Linked DNA regions of Gossypium hirsutum: region 1 is linked to region 2. The links are chromatin contacts, called in public Hi-C maps. All regions are on one chromosome and are shown on one strand. The core of a region is the stretch at or near the end of the contact, and the rest is flanking DNA. Distances in the headings are between cores, read along the strand shown. Region 1 holds the start of LOC107959975 (zinc finger protein CONSTANS-LIKE 4). Region 2 holds the start of LOC107962948 (G-type lectin S-receptor-like serine/threonine-protein kinase At1g11300).

Evidence for each region. Hi-C and Micro-C count contacts between places; a contact is called where the count stands out from the background.
Region 1: a contact with region 2 is called in a Hi-C map of leaf, with 1.6 times the contacts expected there. The contact joins the promoter of LOC107959975 here to the promoter of LOC107962948 in region 2. A contact is called at or near these places in 2 of 34 Hi-C or Micro-C datasets (callus and leaf).

Annotation. Positions count from the first base shown.
Region 1 is chrA06:81,560,089-81,562,788 of Gossypium_hirsutum_v2.1, forward strand. LOC107959975 (zinc finger protein CONSTANS-LIKE 4) reads left to right here and starts at 1,429. Exons shown (of 1, transcript XM_016896166.2): 1 at 1,429-2,478. The coding sequence starts at 1,602. The coding sequence ends at 2,120.
Region 2 is chrA06:81,369,250-81,371,949 of Gossypium_hirsutum_v2.1, forward strand. It overlaps LOC107962948 (G-type lectin S-receptor-like serine/threonine-protein kinase At1g11300), which reads right to left and starts at 1,447. Exons shown (of 5, transcript XR_005928188.1): 1 at 819-1,447; 2 at 648-719.

The DNA.
Region 1 (2,700 bases), core at 179-2,678, 190 kb after region 2:
AATGTAATTTTAATTCTACTAATTTAAAATTTTAAAAAAAATTTAAGGGTCTAAAAAATTATTTTACATTTTAAACAGGGCAGGCCATGCCAGCCCCGCTTCGCCGCTGGAAATTGCTTGTATGAATCCCTCGACCTATCATGCCAAGTAAATTATGCATAGAATCTTGGCAAACCCCCATCCCCTTTAGTGGGTTTCGTTTCGTTAGTTAATTGGTGGAGTGGTAGAAAGCCCTCCGCCCTCCACCTTTCACATCTTTAATAAAGAGATGCTTTAGGGTAGGAATAACAGAACAGGTTTCTCAGCCACCGAGGAAAGTAAAACCCTGTCCACATTTATAGAAAGCAATGCAATAACTAAGTTATATTTACATGACCGACAACAACAACAAAATTAACTTAAGCTTGCAGAATATGAAGCACCCACAAGCTCAAGCAGGTCCACCACCAATGTCGAGTATAAAAACTTGTCGATCTCATCTTCACGCCCTCAAAGGCTACTTCAATCTTTTTGGTTCTTCTCAACCTCAACCACAAATTTCTTTTCCCCTTTGGCCCCCCTTTCAGGTCAATACCTTTATTCTTCTATATCTTGTAATAATAGGACACTTGAGTTATTAATCAAATTAATCAATTCAGGCCGCTGGAAATGTGACGATTAGACTTTAGAAGTAATGAAATAATATGAGCCACACATTTTTTTCAAACTCAATTAAAAGGAAATTTTACATCAGTTAAGACATAGTCAGATGAGTAGCTACCAGAAAACTTAAAATATTAAATGACCAAAAATCAACTAACTATATGGGAAAAAAAACTAATAAATGCTGGGGAACCTGAAACGTTTTAAAATTAATTAGTGATGTCAGAAAGTGGAGTGGGAGAAGACATAGAAAAGCTTTTATTTAATCACTAAAATAATTGATGATTCCATATATTAAGATATTTATGAGCGGCCTAATTTGCGCCAATAATGGACTAGACAATGCACGTCTTTCTTGACTAGACAATATGTAGCTATGACAATAGGTGAAACCTGACTCAGGAAACATCAACTTTGTCACTCCACAAATACATTTGGAACAACTTCATACTTCACTGCTATTCAGACAATAGGTACAATACTCGTAGTGATCGGTACCGTACTGGTACTGGGCAGTAGGTACGAATTTTAAGGTAAAATAAATGTTATAAACTTTCTATGATTGAAACTCACCTAAAATACTTTAATTAATTAACTTGGTCTTGTTATTTAAAGTCAATCAACTTGGTCTTGTTAATATGTACTACTTTACTGCCGTTGACAAATTTGACACAAAACACAGCCATAGTTTACTGCAGGTTATTGGTGCATTACTTCTAACAAAAGGAAGATTTATCAAATCTAAAAAAGATGTGAGATTTATCAAAATGCTACATTAAAGAATAAGATAATATGAAAAAGAAAGCAGAAAAAAGGTATTTAACAATTTGTACATTTATTAAACATTTGACAAGTTGCACTAGAGCATGTGTCAAACAGAAAGGCATAAAAACACAGTGATGCTGATGAACATGGAAATTCAAGTTTGAAAGGAGAAAAAAAACCAAAAAAACAATAAAATGAAAAAGTGTGAGCTCTGCAATTCTTTAGCAAAGATGTATTGTGAATCAGATCAAGCCATCTTGTGCTGGGATTGTGATTCCAGAGTACATGGTGCCAATTTCCTCGTTGCTAAACATTCACGAACCCTTCTTTGTCACCTCTGTCAATCTCCTACGCCCTGGAATGGCTCCGGACCAAAGCTTGGCCCCACCGTCTCCGTTTGCGAAAATTGTGTCAGCAGAAATACTTGTACAGATGAGATAAACAACGAAGAAACACACCACGAAGAAAATGATGACGATGAGGACGACGACGATGATGAGGAAGATGACAGTAGTGAAGACGATGGTGGAGATAGCAGCGGTGACGAAGAAAATCAAGTGGTTCCATGGACATCTGGGCCACCAGTTTCCAGTTCTTCAACAAGCGAAGAATGTTCCACCAGGTTTGGAAAAGAAAATGGTTCTCAATCAAGAACAGTACATCCATTGAAGCGCATGAGTGAGACGGAAGATCCCTTTTATCCAGTAAGCTAACCCTTTTTTGAAACTCTGTTTTGAAGCAGAATCATCCAGCTTGCTCATATTCTCCACAACATCATGAATTTTGTGAAATAAATCAGCTTATTTAGTTGCCTTTTATTTCATCCAAAGCACCAGAAATAACAACACTAGTGCTTGATGTCTGCAAAATGACAAAAAAGCTGCTTCAAGATGAATCGAGGTGTGCTGTCCAAAGCAATTTTTTCTCTATCACTGGCTTGTATTTAATTAAACCAGATACTTATGTGTTTTTACCCTTTTATTCTTGTTCAATAATCAGCTAATTAGTTTTTACCTTCAAGCTGAAATCATCCTTACCAATGTACAGCTAATAAACTTTGTTCCTTTAATTTATTTTGCTCCGACATTCAAAGATATGCCAGAAAAAGAACAATAGGTAATTTTGATTATGTATCAACCTCTCAACCTAGGATCAGATATTATAAGAATCAAACAAACGGATAAATAGCAAAATTTTATGAGGCGAATGGTATTATATATAAAATTATCAGATTTTGCCAAACCTGGATTAGAGGAGGTAGTTTTCTTAGTAGGATTGAATTTTCCTCTTTTA
Region 2 (2,700 bases), core at 197-2,696:
TAGTACAAGGAAGTGGAAAACTGAACTAATCTCTAATACCTTTTCGGTCAGTGATGTAGAGCGGATTTTATGTATTCCTCTATCCATAAATAAACACAAAGATCACATAATCTGGCGTGGAGAGCCAACTGGGGAGTACACGGTTCATAGCGGACACAGATTGATTTTACAATAGGGATAGAACCAAACGCATTCTAATTACAGACATTTTTACAAAAGAATTTGGAGCCTAGATCTACCTTCTAAGATTAAAATTACAAATTGGAGACTTTTTCGCAACTTCTTGCCTACTTTTTGTAATCTTCACTACAGGAGACTGATGGGATCTGATATTTTTCGGAGGTGTCATAATGGACCGGAATCTAGTGAGCACGTATTCAAGGAGTGTCCTATAGCAAAGGAAACATGGTCTACGTTAGGATTTAACTGGCTTACTCAAGAGGATAACTCAGATTTCAGTGATTGGCTTAATAACATTTTTGAGTCATTTTCTTTTAATCAGTGCAGGACGATTGCATGTGCTTTACAGGTGCTTTGGAATATAAGGAACAGATTTCTACATGAAGGCGAATTAAAGTCTAGATCTCAAACGGTAGCCTTTATTAAGAACTATATTAGAGAATTGGATAGGTTGAGTTCGAGCTTACCAACGATGCGGGTTCTCACTAGTCGATAGGATGCCCCGACGGATCCTTGGGTAAAGATCAACTTTGATGCTACTTTCAAAAAGGATTTACAGGAATCTTGTTCAGGTTTAGTAGCAAGGAACGCAAGGTCAGAAGTCATTTTTGCTAAAACAGTGTTTCATAAGTATATACCTTCTACTTTTACTGCTGAAGCGATGGCGTGCCTCCGATCCGTTTTGGGCTACTTCTAGGGCTGCGAAAGGTAGAAGTTGAAGGCGACTCCCGAACAGTGATTCGAAAATTGCATGAGCAAGTCGATGACAGATCGGAAATCGAAGTTTTTATTCAAGATTCAAAACATCTGAGTTTCGATTTTGAGTCCTGTGTTTTTCGATTTGTATCAAGAGAAGCAAACAAAGTGGCTCATCTTATTGCTAAGGAGGGTTTACAGAAGAAGGAGACAACTTATCTGCAGAATATGTTCACTTTTGGTGTGGAAGAAGCTCTGAATGAAGATCGGCGAAGGGAGGAGTCCTTACGAGAATGATTTTAGTGGATTGCATCAGGAGAGTCTTTTGGAAGATGAATAATGGGAGGTGAGAAAGAGAGAAACTCTTTTTTTGAATTATCTGAGGAAATGATGGGCACTGATCAGCAATTAATGGAGGTCATCATTATAGTTGCGTTCTCCCAGATGTTTTTTTGTTAGTTTTGAAAGATGGGTTGAATAGAAAATAGCTGGCTAGTAGAAGCCTCTAGAGCTCCCCATTTTCGCCAACCTGGATCTTTTTTACAATTTATCTTGTTTTTCTATTTTGGATTGGACTCTTAGGCCCTGTTAAGTTGCTTCTGTTTTGTTTTGCTTTGGGTTTTTACCCCGTTCGATTTGTTTTCTGTTTCTTTTTGTACTAGGCTTGTTAGGCTTGGTCTTGTTATATTGTTTTAATAAAGATCCAGACATTTTCCTTCAAAAAAAAAACAAGTGTGACATTTATTTATATAATTATTTTTTATTGTCTTATTACATCTTATGATATACTTATCAAACTCTCAACCTACTTGTGTAGTCTAAAATATATTATTGACTGTGTATAAAATAATTTTTCATATATATATATACACAAATATCTCTTGAAAAAAATTTGTAAGTAATGAATAAACAAAAATAAGTGTTGATTTATTATTTTTTAAAAATTATTAAGATCAATAATGATACAATATGTTGCAATCTTGAATATGATATTATTAAGAAGGATAAGCACGAAGTTTGAAAAAACTTAATTTTCATAAATAGTAAAAAGAACATAAAAAATACATTAATTATAAAAAATTATGTGTTGAAAATATTGATTTACTTAATTTCTAACCTACACAATTTTGATCAATTTTAGATAATCAAAATAAATAATAAAATTTATTTTTTTTACATTATCTTTTTGGTATAAATAAATAATAAAAATTTAAATTTAAATTTAAATTTGAAAAATAATTTTAATTTTTTATACGGACCAGTACACTTATATTACGGCCTATACGAGAAAATTCAACTTATACTCACAGATAATTAAATTAAATTGAAGTAGATAAAGCCAATTTTTAAGTACTAAAATTTCAACGTAAAATTTATTGATGGTGACTAACGTGTACTTGAAATTGTATTCTGAAACCCAATAGAACCAAGCATTGTGCTCCTAATGGTCCAATTTGATGGCCCAAAATATTCTTTCTAATCATCACTTCATTGGGCTATGAGCGTTGATAGAATGAGCCTGATTGAATACCCAACCCATCCAAAAGGCCATAAAATTTTAATACCCAGAAAAGAAATTTATTATATCAAATATGAGGATCTCATTAATGGGAGGACATATGGGTCCTAAGCCTCGGAATGGTCTGAAGCTTCGAGTGGGGGCAGCAAATCACGAAGCTGACAAAGAGCGTGCTGTAAGCCGTGAGGTGTGCGCCTTGGCATCTGGCAGGAGAAAAGACGGCCTGCTGCAAACAAGGACACCCACATATATTGGACCCAGATATTTGTCCAATACTCCTAAGGTTGTTGTTTACCGGCAAATTT